2 separate regions of the Drosophila melanogaster genome follow, and region 2 is linked to region 1. A link is a contact called in public Hi-C data. All regions are on one chromosome and are shown on one strand. The core of a region is the stretch at or near the end of the contact, and the rest is flanking DNA. Distances in the headings are between cores, read along the strand shown.

Region 1 (3,012 bases), core at 285-2,784:
GAAAAAAAAAAACGCAAATGAAAAGCTGTAACGACCTTTGTGATCCCATCTGGTTATGGTCTGACATGGGCCATCTGCGGATCCATAGATCCGCAGAGGTGAGTGTAATTCCCATAAAGCAGCTTAAGACACTTTCCATTCTTTTCCAGCGCTTTTTCGTCCCAAAAAGGGCACTTAAAATTAAGCATAACATTTTCTACTCCGCTTGAGCGCTAAGCAAAATGATCAGCGAATGGGATGCTGAGTGGCAGGGGTAAACCTCGTAATTTACATGCCCCTTTTTCCGCCCGAAAACAACCCAGAAACTGGACCAACATCTATCCCAAACCCAAACAGAAAGTTGCTACATTTTATGGCCCGAGGTCGCGGAAAATAAAAGGGTGGAAGTGGAAAAGCTGCGATGGGAAAGTGCGGCGGGCAGCATCCCGCGATCCTTGGTGCGTAAGACTCTGAGGATCGCAGGATGCAAGGACCTCTCGATCCCGGTTGAGTGTCCGCCGTAGGGTCACGGATGCGGCTAATGACCGTGCAGAGAGTGGCAAGTAATGCCCAGTTGCACAATTAGGCATACAATGCCAGCAAATGGCCCCTCGGAGGAAAGTTTGCATTCGAAATCAGCTCGGCGCAGTTCGGATCTTTGTGTTTTTTTTTACAAGTATTATTTGGGATTGTTGCCCCTCTTGTGGACACTTTCTTTGGACAGTTTTATTTTCCTTTGTGATTTACTTGGTCATTGAAAGGGTAAGGAGGATTATCCACAGGGTTCTGCTGAACCAGATCCATTTCTTTTTTCATTGGTTTCATTTGGGATGCTGCGTCATCATTTATCGCTTGGCTTGACCTATTTTGCCAACTTGCCTGCGGGCCTATAAATGTCAGTGGCGTCATTAAAGTTTCATAATTTATGAAAAGCCGGAGAGTCGCCGAAAGTATCCAGTTTTCGTCGCGGTCATTGACTGCAGTAATTAACAGAAATTAGTTTGATTTTCACTTCAAGTTCTCGGTTTTTGTTTCGGTTTCGAGCACGCGCCAAACCGGAAGTGGTTTCCTTGCATCTTCTGCTCCATTTGGGGTATCTAAAAATAGTGGGTATCATTTTAGGGGGCGTCTCAGTTTTGAGTTTTCAGCTCCTAGCTGTTTGTCAGCACTGCGGCAAATTGGGGCGATCCTGCTGCACAATGCTCATCAACAGTCACTTATTTCGAGATCCCCGTAAGAATCGAGAATCGAGGGGCGATATGCCATCTTCCCATTGACTGACAGCTGCACAAATCTTCGTGGCTTGTAATTGTAGTTCTTCTCGGGCGGCTTGACTTTTGTTAAATTTCATTTACCGAAATGCGTGCGGCATTTGCTGCTCCAGTTGGGCTACCGTTATAGTCCTCCAGACCACCACAGCCACCCAGTTGCGCAAATGTAGGCCCTTCAAATCAGCAGATCCAGAACCGAAAGTATATCCTTTTAGTAGCATTTTAAACTCAATTAGCTCTCATTAGTAAATAACTGGCGGCACAAAGTGAGCGAATCATTCACAAAACGCACTGCAAGTGTATGCACTGGGAGAAAAAGTTGGGGATCCCTTATAGTCATAAATTTCGTGTAAATGTGTAGTCATCTATAAGTGAGAGTTATTAGCTTACCATGGGTTTCATGTTGATCTCTATGACTTCTTGTGGACTTCAACATTCGTTGGCGTAGTTAAAGTACTCACGATTATTTTCAGTGTATTGTCAGAATCGCCCCGGAGCCTAACACGCAACTTCGGAGGCTTGAATCGAAGCCTCTGCAGAAGCCTCCTGTTCACTCCTCATCGAGGATAAACGGAAACGAACATTGACAACGACAATTGCTTGTTATTTGCAAAGCGAATTCCACCGCTTCGCCAAGCTGGAGAGGAGAGGAAGCTATCTGGTGGGGATTCCAGAGGAAGACCCCGTCACACCAAGTGGTGGCCCTTCGTCTGTCGGTGCCGGGGCGTAATTATAATTATGAGATGGCATGGGATGGGTTGGGTTGGGCTGGGCTGGGCTGGGTTGCCTGCTCGCATGTGGATCGAAGAGCAGGGCAAAAAGAGAGCGCCTGGAGCTGGAGGAGATTGGTGGAGGGGGGGTTGGAGGGCAGCATCATTACCGCCAGTCGAGAATCGACTTGAGCTCATCATTGGCATGATTATCGGACGGGAAACGACATCATCAACAACCGCGCGATTTGGTGCGAGACGCACTTTGACTTGGACAGAGAAAAGCTCTTTATACCCTATCTGAAAGTTAGCAAAGCTAAGTAGAATGTTTGTTTTATTTAAATACTTATGCTTCTACTATATTTTACGATTTGATAAAAAAGTAGCATTTAAATTATATTAATTCTTTATTCTGAGTTAAACTCAGGACATAAACATCTTCAATGAATATGCTTACGAGACTATTAGCTCTTCGACTTGGGCAGTTAAAGTTGAGAACCTGATGATCTTTTTGTAGGAGGGGATCTACTGGGGAAGCATCGGGGAAGCGGAGTGCGTGGCATGTTGTGAGTTTTTGCAACACGCTCTTGTGTCCCCCAGCATCTTTGTCATTTGGCCAGGGGAGAACGTAGAGGAGAATCCAGCGGAGAATCCCCAGAGAAGGAGACTTGCTCTGGTTCTTTTTTGTCCGACTTCTTCTTGATTTTTTGCCTTTGTTTGTAATGCAATTTTCAAAGCGCGAGAATTACAGCGAAGCAAAACAATGAAAATCATCTGCATCGCAGTTGGAGTTTCATATTGAGTTCGGAGTCGGTGCCTTTATTTGTGTTTGCGATGAGTCTGGAGTCTGGAGCCTGGAGCCTAAAGCCCACAGCCTGGGGTCCACGGATCGAGATGGGGCTTGAGGTATTCGAGTTGGAGTTGTAGTTGTGGGGCCGGACTTCAATTTCAATTTAAATGAAAACAAACTGTGGTCACTTTGTATTTATGTATTTTGTGCCTGTGGTCGGCGTTCATTCAGCTTGTTTGCATCTTTAATGCTTCGTGACTTT
Region 2 (2,999 bases), core at 5-2,504, 2.4 Mb after region 1:
GGGCCCTAATAACGACCAGCCCCCCTTGGGATCGGATCAGGTAACGCCCCGTCCCGGGGGTTACCCAAAAAGCGACACGCTCCCAAGACCCATCAGGCAGTTGACCAGTGGGTTACGTGTGCCATCGTGCACAGCAAAACTAGTGTATAAAGTTTATATTATCTAAGGTAGCGATATTTTCTAAAACGTAAAGAAACAATTACGTTGCAAACAATTCTCTCAGTGCAGGGCAACCCCAGCAACAATTATTCAACTTAAAGTCGGTGCAGCGGGGAAAACATGGAATCATTTCGGTTTCAGTTAGAAGTGTGCGCGAGCGTTCTCGAAAGGGGCGCTGGGGGGCGGGGCAGTCGGTGGGAGGTTGAGCGAATAAGAGAGTCGAGCATACGAGGCACGCTTTTCCGATCAAACCAGTTTGTCGTAATAGCTGGCATTTGGAATTAGTTACTGCCGATATATTGCTGCACTTGGAATGCGCCCAGATAGAAATTCCCGCACCACGCCCCTCGGCGACGATCCTCCCCTTTGAATAGAGAGTTGACTATTTTTAGCGGGCACCAGAACTTCATTAAAATACAATCAATTTGCAAGTGCAGCGCGGAGAAAATAACAAACAAGCACCAGCCACCCACTCTCTCTTTCTCCTCTCTCTCCCCCCCCCCCTCTCTCACACTCTTCCATACTCCGGTGTTCCCAAAGAGAGCGGAGAGATGGCATTTATGCTGAGCAGGCACAAGCAGAGAGGTGAAGATGGGACTGAAGAAGAAGCAGCCGCTGTGTCGGCAGAATGAAAACGAGGACGACCAAACTGCATTGTTGTCATATTTCGTAATACGCTGATGCAGCAGAGAAGCGAAGGGGTGGTGGGCGCAGAGGTGGAGCAGCAGGTCACGGCGGTGAGAGAGAGCGAGAGCGCAGGAGACTTGTTTTCAACACCAGCTTATCAGCGGGAGAGCGCGAGAAGAAAGAGCATAAGGGCAGAGCGCCAACGCAGCGGCGAAATGGAAATGTCAAGTTGGGACTGCGCTCTCCCTCGCTCTCGCTGCCAGCAGCGGCTGCGCTGTTCTCTTAACCATTTGGAGCCCCATTCAAATGTTCGATTCTTGCCATTCCATTTCGTCCGCTCATCCGTCCACATCCACTTGCGTTTTTGGTGCCCTGCGAGCGGGAGAGCAATGTGAAACGGGAGCACTACAAATACCGCCCACTACCACTACCAATTCCCATACTCCCATATTCCATGCTATTCCCAGCTCAGTTCGTGCCGTGTGATCAAAGCTTTCGGTAAGGCTTCGGCTCGGCTTTGTGTATCCACCTTAGCGGCTCTCTGTGGTGCTCGTTCTGCCTCTCTCTCTCTCTCGGTTTTGGGGCTCAGCTCAGGGACAACAAATGCGGTAAAATGGCTTCTGCGTCGACGTCGACATCCCTGCCGTTTCAGTTCTGATTGGAGGTTCGTGCGCGGCGTTTCCTCAGCTGATTTCTTTGCCTTTTGCCTTTTCGCAACCCGCTTTCGGCTCCGTGTTCGCCTCGGTTGCCAATTACGTGTAACCAACAACAAGAGAAGAAACAGAAACAACAACAAGTACTTTCGAGTGTTGCAAGCCTTCTTCCGCCGAAGAAACCGCAAAACGGATTACCAAGAATATTTGTAAAATTGGTAAGTGGTGAGATTATCCACGAAATAGTCTTCGAAAAAGGTCAAATCATCAAGTGTTCAAATTTAAACGACAAGTTTAAGTATTCTTATTACCTTCTTAAGACTTATCTTGAATCTCAGATGAGGATTTTATTGATTAAGATTCAAAAGTTCTTTAACTGGCTTTTGTTTCTGGAGTCCGTAGTGATTTTTTTAAAGATTTGAATGTTCACTGAATTATATTTTTGGATTAGAATCTAATCACTTTAAACAGGACATCGCAGGAGTCGAAAACAATTGATGACAAAATCAGCAGTTAATAGCTTTTGGATTACAGAATTATAGCAATAAAAGCCTGACAAATTGGCCAAGGGTCGTTTTGGAAATCTAGCAGTCTTAAAAGCCTAGCAGATACATTTTCTTCTAACAATTTCCCGCTCACACGCTCAGTACATGCACCAACACACGCCTATTGGAAAGACGCTTTTGTATCCAACTTATACAGATAGTGGTACAGCCACAGATACAAATGCACACATGCCGTATACGGCACATGGGGAGTAATGCCGCCACACTAGATACCAGATACTAGATACATAGATTCGTCCGCCGCTTATTTGTCGGTCGTGCTTCAGTGATCTCTGTCATTTGCAGTTGCCCATTTCCTTTTTTATCCCCCACTTCCACATCCAGTCGTCATTCGCCCGGCGCACCCCTTTTGATCACTCTTCCAGTTCCAGTGCCTTCTGGTGGCTTCCAGTGGCTGCAACACTTGCGGTGTTTTTCTGAATGAACCAATGGAGTGAATGTGTGAATGAGTAATCCATGTACGCAACATGTTTGCACTGCACAAATTATTTGGACTCAATGTATTGATTGTGTAACTCGGCTTTACGTTTATTTAATCGCAATAACTAAAGTGAGCTACAACTCTATACGTTGGTTACTATTCTTGGGAGGAAGGAAACCTGACAACCCTGGCCAAGGGGCAACTCTACACTTGCACCTGTGCTCCACGCTAAGCCACAAATTCAATTATGCAAATCAAGATCACAGCCCAAAAAACACAATCTTCGTCTCCGATCTGCATTTGTCTTTGTATGTTATGTTTATTTGTTACTTCTGTCGTTGTTTTTAATTCGCTAACCCACTTCACACAGTGGCAGCAACAACAAAAATCGTGAATTATACTTTGTATTGGGGCGAAAAGGAAACGAATGCCCAGTCTCAGATCACACATAAATTTTGCGGTTGTTTTGTTAATGAAACGACAAGAGCAGCACTATGCGCTCTTTACTATATATTTCCCGCTCTCCGCGAAAGCTTTTCTGTTTGTTTGCCCCACACACACAAAGACACTTGT

The links. A called contact is a pair of places that touch in the nucleus more often than the background predicts.
Region 2: a contact with region 1 is called in a Hi-C map of the Kc167 cell line, with 3 times the contacts expected there. A contact is called at or near these places in 2 of 107 Hi-C or Micro-C datasets (the Kc167 cell line and embryo).

The regions. Positions count from the first base shown.
Region 1 is chr3R:29,275,574-29,278,585 of dm6, forward strand. lncRNA:CR45568 (long non-coding RNA:CR45568) reads right to left here and starts at 1,535. Exons shown (of 1, transcript NR_125290.1): 1 at 803-1,535.
Region 2 is chr3R:31,712,613-31,715,611 of dm6, forward strand. It overlaps ttk (tramtrack), which reads left to right and starts at 1,255. Exons shown (of 5, transcript NM_170566.3): 1 at 1,255-1,657.